2 separate regions of the Ovis aries genome follow, and region 1 is linked to region 2. Evidence: chromatin contacts called from public Hi-C data. All regions are on one chromosome and are shown on one strand. Each heading gives the region's core, a stretch centred on a gene start, on an enhancer-like site or on the middle of the called end of the contact. The rest is flanking DNA. Distances are from core to core; before and after follow the strand shown. Region 1 overlaps SLC22A23 (solute carrier family 22 member 23). Region 2 has its middle 34 kb from the start of PXDC1.

Region 1 (6,703 bases), core at 1,115-3,614, 210 kb after region 2:
GAGTACTGGAGTGGGTTGCCATCTTCTCCTCCAGGGGATCTTACCTGGAGGCAAATCAGACCTGCGTCTCCTGCACCAGCAGGCAGTCTTCACCAGTGCGCCACCGGGCAGCCTGGGTTTGTCATATATGGCCTTTATTGTGTTGAGGTGTATTTCTTCTTGGTGCAGGACCCCCAGCCTGGGTAGCCCGACTTGGGGCTCAGAACTCACTTCTGCAGGAGATCTCTGGAATCTAGTCCCAGCGTGTGGGTCAGCGGGCCAGTGGGGGTCATGAGGCTTTGTGTTGTGCGTCTGGTCCTCCTGCCCATCTTGTCGTGGCTCCTTCTTCACGTCTTTAGCTGTGGGTCTGTTTGGCAGTTTCTGGTCCTTTTCATCAGCGGCTGTTCCGCAGACCACTGTGATTCTGGTGGGCCCGTGAGAGGAGGTGAGCGCGGGGTCCCTATGCTCCGCTGTCTTGGCAGCTTTCATCTTGATGTGCTTTTAATGCCTTCATTAATCTGTGGCCACCCTCCTCTCTTCTAAGCCAAGAGCAAGCCTCGGGACAACAGCGTAAGCTAGTAACACTTGGTTTCCAGACACCCTGTATCATGTACAGCAAGTGAGGCTGGTTTTCCCCCTTACGCTGGTGTTTATTATAGTCACCGTTGAAAGTGAACGAAGAGGCAGCCTGGGCTGACGGGGGTTGGGGGGAGGGGGACGCGGGACAGGACAGGGCGGGGGTGGAGCCCGGCCCGCCCCGCTGACCCGTGCGCCCCGCAGGTGCGGCGGGCTGGGGCTGGTGCTGGCCAGCGCGGGCTTCGGCATGCTGACGGCGCCCATCATCGAGCTGCACAACCAGAAGGGCTACTTCCTGCACCACGTCATCTTCGCCTGCTGCACGCTCATCTGTATCATCTGCCTCCTGCTGCTGCCCGAGAGCCGGGGCCAGAGTCTGCCCGAGAGCATCCCCGACGGCGAGCACTACACGCGCCAGCCTCTCCTGCCGCCCCGGCGCGGCGAGCAGCCGCTGCTGCCCACCCACGCCGAGCTCAAGGACTACTCGGGGTTGCACGACGCGGCTGCCGCAGGCGACGGGCTGCCTGACGGCGCCACGGCCAATGGCGGGCGGCCCATGTAGCTGGGCGCGGCCGTGGGAGACCCCGCTCCGCGGAGGCTGGGGACCCGAGGGTGGGGGTGGGAGACACTGCAAAACTCTCGAGGAGCGCCCGCGTCTGAGGGAGCAGACCTAGCAGACGACCCTTCAGAGACTTTCTTTTCTGCCATGAAATGTTTGTATTTATTTTGGTCATTTTTACAAGAAGCACTTTATTCCCTTCCCTTCACTGATCTCAAAACGGAGCCCCCTCCTCGGGAAGGACGCGCGCGCGCAGGGACCGCGCAGCCCGGCTCCCGGGGGGTGCCCCTGCCCCCGAGCATTCCCACGGCTGCACTTTCCTCAGACTGAGATGTGAATGGTTAGGGTTTTGCTAAAGTCTCTGTGATGGTTTGTAAAGGTCTTTTCTGTAAGGGAAGAACTTCCGCTCTGTGTTAAGGAAAAGCAGCTCACAATCTCATTAAAACCAGCTTCGTCTCTACTTGGAGATCATCCTTTTATACTTGACCCGGAAGCTCTTCCAGGGGAAAAGCATCACCATTTCACCGGAAGTCGTAAATGATGAGTGGTGACATCGCCAAGGTCTTCCAGCGTAGGTCTGCCGGCTCCGCTCCCCAGCAGCCAGCGCCTCGCCTCCCGAGTCAGTGCTGGGCCCTCCTCCCGGTGCAGCTCCGCAGGAGAGGCCCCCGCGCCGCGCCGCCTCGCAGTCAGCGTTTCTGCAGCACGACTTGAATACCGGCTCCTTCCTGAACTAACACCGCACGGAAATCACCAGCCTGGAGGCCCCGGGGAGCCTGCGGGGGACCAGCCGTGCCCTCTGCTTCCCCTGGCCAGGAGCGAGCCTCGGGCGGGGCCTGACCGCAGCCTCGGAGGACATCGAGGCCGACCGAGAGAAGCAATAACCCACCGGAGCTCGCCCCGGCCCCGGCCCCGGCCCACTGTGCTAGGGCGCGCGTCGCGTTCCTCGCCTCGGCCTCCCGCCCGTCCAGGTTAGGCCCTCGGCTCCCGTCTGCGGCTGTTTCAGAAGCAGCGCAGGGGAGGCCAAGAAGCTACCCTCGCCAGCCAGGCGGGCACTGTCTTGCCGCAGCTCTGGCACCCGTCTGGGGACAGCCTGGGCTGCTCTGGAAGGCCCAGCCCCCAGCTCTGGGGCACGGCTTTGCCGTGGGCTGTTCTTCCAGGCAGAGTGTGGTCCCGGGTCTGCGCGAAGCCGCAAGTCAAGTTTCAGCGCGCAGTGGTGCAGCCCCCACGGCCAGGGAAGAGGTGAGCACAAGCCCCACGCTCCCCGCCTGACCCCCCGGCCTGTCTCCCCCCTGCCCCTCACTGTGCCCCTACAGGCTGGCTGACCCCGGCAGGGGCCGTGGGCTCAGGAGAACTTTGTGGGGAAGCAAGCAAACTCGCAGGCCTGCGTTCCAGCCCCTCCTGTGTCTCAGTCACTTCACTTCTGTTTCCATGGGCGGGTCACACTCACCTTCACCTCCAGGCCTGTCTGTCTGCTGCGCAAACTGGGAGGTGCCTCAGCCCTTCTCGCATGCTGGGCACAGGGCCCCCCCGGTCCAGGACAGGCCCACAGTGCAGGTCCCGGGACAGCAAGCGGGGTCCCCGGGCCCCACCCACCAGCTGTGCCTGCACCTGTGGCAGCAGCCCCAGGCCCTGCGTGGCCTCCCGCTGGCGGTGTAGACCTCTAGGGAACGCGTGAGGCCGCAGGGTGTCCCCGCACACCACTCCCAGACTGTCCGTCTTAGGTGACCGCGGTAGACGCTGGGCCTGTGGGGTCAGCACTGTCCCGTCACAGTCAGGCCCGGCTGCTGGACTGGAGAAGCTGGCTGAGCTGGGCTCCTGCAGGCGTGAGGGCGGCACTGCCCAGCAGAGGCCTGTGGCAGCACAGGCTCGGGTTTTGTGAGCAACAGCTGAGAAGCAGGGACAAAGCAGAAAAGCCTCCCGTGGGCCAAGCCCCCGAGACCCCACCCGCGTGGGCAAGGCAGCAGGGCCCGCCTGCTTGGCCAGGCTCTGGTCACGCGTGGGCCCCCGCCCATGTCCTCTGCACTCAGCAGGGAGATGCTGCTCAGGCACCTGAATGCCCGCTGCCCGGGAGACCAGCGCCACCCAGCGCCGCCTCCAGCGCCAACCTGCACACCCCCATCCCGACCCCAGGAAGCCAGGACCCCCTTCCAACAAGTCAGGCACACAAGCGACCCTTCTGCTTTCTGTTCTTTTCCAGAAACCAGTAACAACTCATCCAATATCCCGCATATTACCACCCGAAACAAAGGGTAAAAGAGTTTAAATGTCTCATTTTCTAAGAGCCTAATCACTTGCGACTAGGGGGAAGGGGCTGGTGAGCTGGTTCGACCACAGAAGAGCAAGAATGAGGCCTTGCAGCGGAAGTACTGCCCCAGGTACCACTTCCTACAGCCAAACAAGGGGGCCGAGGGGCCACAAGACTGAGGGGACCCTGGCCAGGACGCAGCCCCGGGCCGGGGGGACACAGCGCGCCGGCCTTGCTGGGGGGCCCTCTGTGCCCCACAGCCCCGACCTGGAGGCTCCTGGGCGGGACCCATGCAGCCCGTGAGTGGACAGGCCCCCTGGAGTGCCTGCTGGCAGCACAAAGCTTCGCCCGGCCCTGACCCAGCCTTCCATGCTGCCTGCATGCCGTCACGGCTGTTGTACCCCGGGGGGGATCTGTGTAAATGTACAGAAATAAAGACGTTGCCCCATTAACACACCTCCTCTGGAATGTCTTCCCTACCTCATCCGGTGGGATCCCCTACAGGGCATTTCACGACCACTGGCTACAAGGAATAAACCCTGTTGCTTCAGGTCTCACCGTGTCTCTGCCTCAGCGCCCGTGTGACCCCAGCCCCGGCCCTGCCCCAGGACGGCGGTGGGGGGGCTCCTGGCCGGGCGGAGGCAGGGCGGGGTGACTGCCCACCACGTGCTGAGTGCCGCCCTCAGACCCCCGAGGAGGGGGCGGCAGGTTTCCGAGCTCGCCCCTCTCGTGTGGACGTCCTGCTGACCTCACCCAGGGCCTGGAGCCTCCCGAGGAGGGAACGATTCTCACACTGTGACTGTCAGGGAAGACAGCACCCAGAGCTCTCTTTAATGTAGTGTTTTTTTTTAACAAGAAAGCAATATTTCTTTAATAAAGTATTTATACCAAACTCTCCTCTCCATAGCCCTGATTTTGTTACCTACTCCGCCCAGAGAGATGCCCGCCGTACCTCCAAGCCGTGACTGGCCGGGGCTGGCAGGTTAGTGGCTTAGCCCGGGACCCGGTCCCTGGAAGGGCCTTTCATCCCAGCTGTCCCAGCTCAGCTGTGGGCACTGGCCGGACACGACACCTGCCACCACGTGAAACGAGCTCCAGGGTCCCAGACCACCACCTCCCAGGACAGAAGGGGCCCACGTGGACCCCAAGCATCAGAGTCCTGTGCTGGCAGCACGCGGGGCACTCTCCAGGCCCACAAAGCAGGGGCCGCCGGACTCTGGGGAGGAAGCTGTGAAAACTCCCCAGGGACGTGACTGGAAGCCAAGTGAGGAACCACCAACCCAGGAACTCCAGCTTCCGGAGAGCAGCACGTGTCCCAGAGAGACTGACGCCACCGTGAGCCACGGAAAAACGCTGAGGATTAAGATGTGGGCAGAGGGGGACGTGGGCGGGAGGGGCCCGGGGCATGAAGGAGAGAGCAGACAGAAGGAAAGACGGCTGGCGGAAGCATGGGGAGGGGCTGACGCTGGGATGTTCAGCGAAGCAGGTAAGCCCGGGACCCAGGTCCTAGGGACCCCGGCACCCAGGGTTTGCAGAGCGTTTCTGGCGATAACCCAGCCCGGTGAGACGGTTCCCACCTACCAGGTGAGGGGACAGGGCCCAGCGGAGCAAGACCCAGGGGATGGAGCCAGCAGGACGGCCTGACAGTCGTGGCCCATGCCCTCTCTCGGACCGGGCGGCCCCCCATCCTCGCACATCTTGCTGGGGCCCTCCTCCCGGGACCCACCCCGGTGACAGGAGGGAGGAGGCCAGCCCTTTAAACACAAACAGGAACTCGTGGACCTGTGCCGCAGTGGATCCAGGCTGTTTATTCAAGCGTCCCCGGTGCCCGAGTCTCTCCGGCTAGAACTTCTCCGGAAAGGCCTGCATTTCCTCCTTGATCCGGTTTTCTACCAGCAACTCGAAGCTGCTACTGGTGTTTGGAAGGTTATAACTGACGAAGACCTGCTTGCTGGTCTTCCTGGCTGAAAGAGAGAGACCACAGGGACGCGTGTGACCCCACGCCTGCCCGTAGCAGAGAAAGGCCTGGGAAAGGCAGGCTTTTCGAGAGCGAAGAAAGCTCTGACTCCGACGACATCACGGGCAACTGCTGCAAAACAGACCAGCTGCCAGAGCCTGCCGGCGTCGGGAAGAGCAGCTCTGAGAGCCACGGCCCCGAGGCCCAGTGAGGCGCACCCCCAGCCCCCGAGTCTGCTCAAGGACCCCGGTGTCTGTGAGCCCCTGCGCTACACACAGGCCGGCTGCTCCGCGTCTTCAAAGCGCAGATAATGTCCACAGATTTAAAATATAAAGGTCCTTCAATACGACCCTCTCCCCCAACCCCACCACCCTCCTCCCAGAGGAGCTGACACTCCTCATGAACGTGTGTGCGGGTGTGCACACACGCGCACACACACGGGTGTGGTTTTCAATTGGACGCTGAGCACACGTCTGAGCCCCTTTCTACAGAACCACCCAGGGCAGGTGGGAGCAGCTCCAACCGTGAAAACCAACCTCAGCTGTAACCCCGGGTCCTGAGGACTAAGCGGGCGGTACCAGCCCCCTCACCTGGTCCCACCCCCGGGGCAAAGGCAAAGCGCTCCTCCCCACAGGCCACAGAGACAGATGAGTCCCACCATCAGAGGCAACAGTGGGCGGAGGGGGAAGCTGGGCCCTTCACATCACAGCAGCTCTGCGTTCAGTGGCAGAAAGTCCCTGTCCCCAGGGGCTGCTGACTCCCACCCCTTCACGCGCCAACCCCGAGCCCACCTTCCACGTCCGCCCAGCAGCCCCTCTGCCCTCCAGAGCCGCATGGAGCAAGGGGTCCCCATTCACGGGAAGCCCCCAGGGCCCCCAGGTCGCTCATCTCCCACACGAGATGGTCTCGGGACACTTGTCTCTTCAGCACCGTCCAGACAACCAGTAACAGTTAATAACGCCTTCCACTGCAGGGTCCAGACCCCAGCTCCAAAGGACAACAAGCAGGGCGTCCCAGGCCGGCCGGCCACGATCTCAGCAAGCATGTCACCTGCCCCGGGGGGCGCTGGCATCTCACCACATGCGTCTGACCCTGCTGGGCAGTGGGCTGGCATCTCACCACGCATGCCTATCCCTGCTGGGTGGTGGCCAATGGCTGCCAGGTTTGTGGATATCGGTAGGTAGGCGCCTCCATCACATCTGACCTAAGTTACAGAGGATGTCTGTATTCTGTTTCAGATTACATTGTTTGTAAACTGATGTAAACCACGTGAAAGAAAAATGCTAATTTAAAAAAACCCCAACATTTGCACAAAATGCAAAAAAAAAGATTAAAAGAGCCCCAGTTTACGCTCACAGATTGCCTCACCCCCAGGACACTGGGAGCC
Region 2 (6,502 bases), core at 3,747-6,246:
CTCCCTACGAAAGTGAAAGTGAAAGTGAAGTCGCTCAGTCGTGTCTGACTCTTTGCGACCCATGGACTGTAACTTACCAAGCTCCTCTGTCCATGGGATTTCCCTACGAAAGCCCTAGAAAAATCTCGCTCCCCTCACAAAGAGAGCATGTTCTGGAATTTGGAAGACGTTGCAGCAACGCAGATCCAGGGAGCCAGAGCCACGCCCACCGGGAGAAGCTGCCCGTCCCAGGCCCGGCCTGCGACGAAAGGGGGAAATGCTGTCACTCAGCCGGGGGCGGGGGCTCACGCAGGGGTGGGGGGTCATGCAGGGGTCAGGGCTCACGCAGGGGTGGGGGAGCTCACGCAGGGGTGGGGGATTCACGCAGGAGTGGACGGGGCTCACACAGGGGTGGAGGGGGTTCACGCAGCGGTGGGGGGGTTCACGCAGGGGTGGAGGGGGTTCACGCAGGGCTGGGGGGTTCACACAGGGGTGGGGGGCTTCAAGCAGGGGTGAAGGGGTTCACGCAGGGGTTAAGGGGTTCACGCAGGGGTGGAGAGGGCTCACGCAGGGGTGAAGGGGTTCACGCAGGGGTGGAGGGGGTTCACACAGGGGTGGAGGGGGTTCACGCAGGAATGGGATTTCACGCAGGGGTGGAGGGGGTTCACGCAGGGGTGGAGGGGGCTCACCTACCGGCTGGCTCCCTGGGGGGTGGTTCCTGGTCTCCCCTGCTTTGTCACACAGGGAGAGAAAGCCAAAGGACTATAGGATTTCTCCACCGTGGGTCCCAGCTGAGCCTGAATTATTCAAACGCGTTAGATCAATTATTCAGGACGATGAATTGGCGTGTGCGGTGTGGGTTTGCTAGTAAACAAGAGGACTGAGCTGCAATGGGCAGGAGACACGCCCCACCCCTCTCGCTGATGGCATCTGTGTCTTGCCCTGACTTCAGGGCTCTTTCTGGGGAGAGCAGTGACCCCACGGACGCTCCCCTGACAGATCTGGGAGTGGCGGGAGCGGCTGGACTTGTCCCCCAGGCCTGGCTCCCAAGGCCAGATTGTATTTGACCTCAGATTGGCCGTAGGTCTGCCAGGACGTCTTGTGAGTTTGCTTTCTCCATCGTTTGTTGTGAAATGTCTTCGTAGTAGTTGTGAAACAGATCTTTGGTGCAAGTCCTCGTCCTAGCCTGGAGGGCGTGAGATTGAAAATACGTGGGGCCCAGGCCCCAGACGAATGTGAACCCTTCAGCTGATGAGGTGGCGGGGTTTTTCTGAACCACATCGGGGATGTCTGGAGCCTCCCGCCCCGCCCGTGTGCCTGTTCAGGCCCCCAGTCACCCACAAATTCTCCTCTGATTCTGTGTCTTCTCCAGCTTAATGCGTCCAGAATAGCCGCCCCTCTCCTCCTGCAAACCTGCCCGTTCCCAGCGATCTCCAGCCAGGAATGTGGGGACTGTTCTTGGCCCTCTGTCCCCTCCACCATCAGGCCATCGTGAAACCCTGTCTCCAGATTACCTCTCACCTCCGTCCTCACTGCCCCCTGCCACCCACTGCCTGCCAGTCTGTGCCAGGCCACCAGATCCCAGTGTCTGAGCTCAGCCCCAGTCAGGTAGCTGTGCCCACAAACTGGCTTGTAGCAGGCGTATCAACCACGTCCCTCCAATCTTGGCAAGAATCTATCACAAGGCCAAGGACAGCAGGTGGGAGTGGGTGCCAGGTCCATCCTGACCTCAAAAGCTCCTTAAAGGAACAGATTTTCCTTTGCTGGGGATCTGTGGATTATTGTATGTGATTCAAATTGAGTTTTTTACCTAAGCTTGTCTGAGTGCTTCCAAACTGGCTTCTCTGTTGATCTGAGTGGCTGGCTACCTGAGGCTTTGGCCCTTCGGGGGTCCAGGGGAGCCACAAAGGGGAAGCTACTCGGGGGTGTGTTTTCAGAACTATGCGGGTGAAAGTAGAGACCTCCTCTAAAGGATGGGTTAGCCCGCCTGGGGTCATCGAGTCACCCCCCATCTGCACCCCACAGGGGCGTGTTTACGCCCAGGGTCTCCTGGGAGAGCTGGGGGGAGGCATGTCCAAATACGGGACTTCTGCCCCCGGTCATGCTCCCAACACGCAGGGACAGACACGGACACTCCCGTGGACACTCAGCACCTGGACATCAGAGGGTTTCTGTGTGTGTTTGCGGTTTCTCATGCTTTGTTTTGTTTTAGTTCAGAAAAATATTCCGACCCTGGAGGAGAGCTCTCCCTGCAGCAGGAGAACCAGGTTGGGTGGGGCTCGTCGAACCCCCGGGGGTCTGCAGGCCGCCCTGCGGTTCCTGGCAGGACAGTCCCTGCTGACAGCAGGCACTGGGCTCCATCCCTCCCTGGAGATCCTGGCATCCCGGTGAGGACGGTGGCCAGGAGCGCGGGCCGCTCAGAGCAGCCCTCGGTCCCGCTGTGGGTCTTCCGACCCAAGCTCCCTGGGGACCCCCCCACCCCCCGGCCACCTTATTAGCATACCAGAAACCCTCTCCTCGATAAAGGAAATTCCAAAGAGCTGGAAACTCTGCCAGGACCTGGGGCAGACTGTGTACAGACTTCGCCGGCCACTGTTCGTGCTGCGCTTCTCTGGAGCAGACTGTACAGTCTTCACCGTTGTTCTCTGTTTGTGTTGTGCTTCCCATGACTGCGAGCGATGATTTACGCAGTTCCGTGTTTACCGTCCGTCTGTCCCACTGCACCGTCAGCTCCATGCAGACAGGGGTCTGGTTGCTCCTGTTTAGATGTGTCCTCCAAGCCCGACGCCCCGGCCCCAGAGCTGCTCACGTGATGGTTACACAGAGCTTGAGCGGCAGGGAACGAGGCCAGAGAGGCACTTGGGGGCCAGACTGCAGGCCAGAAGTTGTCAAGTCCCCAGGGTCCAGCGTCATGAAGCCCCTTTGCAACACAGTCCTTGGAAGCCTGGGGGCAGCGGTGGAAGATTCCTGTGACCCAGGACTTCACTGCAGGGCGGGGTGTGACTGAGCTCTAAGTCAGGGAAAAGGGCCCAAAATACAGAAGGGGGTGAGATTCGTCTCTCTCATGCTCAGCAGCCTGAGAAGTGATAATCAAAGGCAAGAAGGGGAGGAGCAGGAGACGGAGGGGACGTGGGGCCCACGTGGGGAGTTGGGGACCAGCCCTGGTGCCTGCTGAGCATCTCTCCTCCGAAGTTGCGGGGAGAAACCGCGGGGAGGGAGCCAGTTCCTCCAGGGGGAGCTGATGAAGGCTCAGGTCACAGGCGTCAGCATCCCCTGCTGACAGCCAGGGCAAGTATGGAAATACATCAAAAAATATAAATATACAAGAAACATGTTGATGTCTGCTGATGAAAATAGCAGAGCAGCAGAGCCAGATGACATCGTGCTGTGAGATGGCCTGCTGGTCAGTGCAGACTGGTCCATGCAGTCCTCTTTCCAGAGCAGACTGGAGGGCCTTTACACAGGCAGACAAAGGTCTCCGGCCTTCACTCTCTCTGCTCGGCTAAGCTGAGCCTGCTCTTCAGATCCACTGTGCTTTTATTGCAAACAAGAACAGAAGCGTTGAGCACAAATGAAAGTGAAATTCACTTGGTCGTGTCTGACTCTTTGCAACCCCATGGATTGCACCTGTACAGTCCATGGAATTCTCCAGGCCAGAATACTGGAGTGGGTAGCCTTATCCCTTCTCCAGAGGATCTTCCCTACCCAGGGATCAAACCCAGGTCTCCTGCATTGCTGGCAAATTCTTTACCAGCTGAGGCACAAGAAAGGTTTAGCACAATGATCAAACTCAAACATTTCTATGTTGTCAAATAAAAATATAGTGTTCAAGTTTTTTAAGCCCATAAACTTAGAGGCACATTTTAAAGAAAATAAGCTATAAAAAGAAAGTCCTGCCACCTTGAAAAAGGCCAGGTGGGGGGTTAGGAGAGCAGAAAAGGAGGAAACAGAAGAGAAAATCACATTTCTTCCAGGGAGCTGGAGCCAGTGACTTGGGGGAGCTCCCCGGGGCGGGGCGGGGCTGGAGAACCAAGGCCTTGAGCAAACGCTGAACATTGGTCGTTACTAACATTGACTTGGTCATCTAGGCTTTTCAAGGTAACGGTTTGTATTTTAAAAGATGATTTCCAATCTTTTAGAATCTCGCTCTAAGTGGAATACTCTATGTTTCCTTCTGGAAGCCATTAACCTGCAGTTGGGTGGCTGGCAGAATCTTAACTATACCTGGAAGGAGCTGCCAGTCTTGTTCAGATATGATACCAAGTCCAGACTAAATGTATCCCCACCTTAGCTTCCCTCAGAGAATCCTAGCAAAGCCCTGGCGTGCCATCCACAGAAAGAGGGCCGTGGGGGGTGGCTGAGTGGGAAGAGGCGGGCTTCCTGCCTGCAGTTGCAGGGACGTCCTTGGAGAAGGTAAGTGTACCGATTTTCTTCCCTTTCTTTCCACATTTCTCTCTTGTATTGATGCACTTCCCTTTCATTAAGCACTTTATTTTCACTGCATGTTTGATTCTTAGGTTGACTCTGTATTTTTATCCTCCTAAATATCTAAGAAGGATATTATACGTTTGAAAAAAATAAACAGAAAATACCGAGCTTGGCAAATTTCACAGGAGGATGTGAGTTTGTGAACACCCTGCCGGAGCCCTTCCAGGACCTTGGAAGCAGGCAGTAAGTCAGAGTCGTGAGGCTTTAGCACCACAGCAAACCCACCGTCCCCAGGCAGGGTCCAGGCCCAGAGAGAACCCTTCCGGGAAATGCCTGTGATCTGGGCCAAGTCTCTGGTTTCACACCCATGGTGACTGTCACCCAGAGAAGGGGTCACGTCCAGTCTCTTTATCCCCACCAAGAAGTCTAAGTGGGGGAGGCGGGGATCACACGCCAAGAATGCCTCTTGTCCCCAAACAACCTCCTCCTCGCTGCTCTCTGGACAAAGTTCCCCAGTCACTCGTTAAGTCATGCCCTCGTTACACAGAAATCTGCTGAGTGTTTGCTCTGAGCCAGGCATCCCGCCAGGAGGGCATCCAGCCTGTGGCCTGTTCTGTGGCTTCGGGCTTAAAGCTCTGCTTGCTGTTCTCTGGGCCCCGATACTGCTCCTGTGCGATGGGCTGTCTCACGGGCGGAAGGGTGGGGTCCTGGATGCCACTCAGCCCCCCAGTGCAGGCAGCCCGGGGCTCTGGCCACGAGGCATGGATGCAAGGCCCAGCTCTGGCCTAGTGAGGTGCATCCCTTGGGCAGTCAGCCTCCCTGAGCGCTGTGTGTTCATCTGTACGTGTTTGTCTCTCGGTCGTGTCCGACTCTACAACCTCGTGGACTATGTCCCACCAGACTCCTCTGTCCATGCAGTGCTCCAGGCAAGATTACTGCTGTGGGCTGCCATTTCATACTCCATTTATCTGTAAAGCCCAGTACGTAGTACTGAAGAACTCCTTAAAACCCAGGTAGATTTAAGTTCGAGAGGGAAAACCATTGGCAAGTTGCTAATAAGCAAAACACATCATGTTTTCAGCCCCTGACAGATGACTATTGGTGGCCATTGGGTGCTTCCTCGCTGAATTGGTGGCTAAAGTCCCTTCAGGGGCCCAGGTCCAGGTAGGGGACTCGAAGAATAATTGAGGTTATTTGTGATCTCAGGTCTGTATCAACACACGGAGTCCAGATGAAAGGGGTTTGCCTCAGACTCGTTGGAGGGGCACAGGTTTGGTGAAAAAGATCTGAGAGGTGGGTAGACTGTGTAACTCTGTGGCGGTCCAGGGGGCCTTAAGAAGAGTGTAACTTGGTAGGAAGCTTGACACTCACCATGAAGGACAGAAGAGGACTCAAAGCGGGATGTCCAAAGCCCCTGAGGCCTCACCTGTGAAGCTTAGACATCTGTGTGGCTGGGAACGGCCCCTTCCCAGGGGCAGGAGGAGGGCAGGGGCAGAGGGGAGAAGTCGGGATCAGGGTGATCGTCACTAGGAAATGCATGAAATCTGGAGGCACAAAATAATGAATTAAAATGGATTAAACTCATGGCCGGAAACCGAAGTTGGCCGCGAAAACTCACAAAAATCGTGCCGTCTCCACGCAAGGAACAGTGTGTAAATGAGACTCTGTATCAGATGTGCGTTTTGTGTGTGTGTGTGTGTGTGTGTGTGTGTGTGTGTGAAGGCTGAGAGTACCCGCTGGGCTGCGGCACTCTGATTTGAACTTGGTTTGGGGATTTATTGTTGTGAGGTCTCCCTTTGGCCCGGGAGAAAGCCCCCGGGGACAAGCAGAGACCCTCGCACTAGAGTCCGCAGGTCACACTTGCTGTGTCCCCTGCTCGCCCGCAGACTCGTGCTTTGCTCTCGTTTTTAACGTCGTCTGCTTCTTTGCCTGCACTGGGCCTCAGCTGCAGTGCGTGGGCCCTCCCCGGCTGCCTGAAGGCGTCTCTCTAGTTCCGGCGCGTGCGCTCAGCAGTTGCTGTGCTTGGACTCAACTGCCCCGTGGACTGTGGGATCTAGTTCCCTGACCAGGGATCAAACCCTTGTCCCCTGCATTG

What was found. A called contact is a pair of places that touch in the nucleus more often than the background predicts.
Region 1: a Hi-C map of retroperitoneal adipose tissue shows a contact between it and region 2, with 3 times the contacts expected there. The contact joins two enhancer-like sites. A contact is called at or near these places in 5 of 16 Hi-C or Micro-C datasets (liver, mesenteric adipose tissue, retroperitoneal adipose tissue and 1 more).

What each region holds. Positions count from the first base shown.
Region 1 is chr20:49,576,482-49,583,184 of ARS-UI_Ramb_v3.0, forward strand. It overlaps SLC22A23 (solute carrier family 22 member 23), which reads left to right. Exons shown (of 12, transcript XR_009597686.1): 11 at 760-2,353; 12 at 3,312-3,811. It overlaps PSMG4 (proteasome assembly chaperone 4), which reads right to left. Exons shown (of 3, transcript XM_015105278.4): 3 at 5,148-5,323. The coding sequence ends at 5,202. Among named protein-coding and RNA genes, the nearest start is that of PSMG4, 6.1 kb to the right of the region's middle. Within about 2 kb of position 2,365, at least 1 of the 54 cell types and tissues checked has an H3K27ac peak or open chromatin away from gene starts, as enhancers often do.
Region 2 is chr20:49,365,640-49,372,141 of ARS-UI_Ramb_v3.0, forward strand. No RefSeq gene overlaps it. Among named protein-coding and RNA genes, the nearest start is that of PXDC1, 34 kb to the left of the region's middle. Within about 2 kb of position 4,997, at least 10 of the 54 cell types and tissues checked have an H3K27ac peak or open chromatin away from gene starts, as enhancers often do.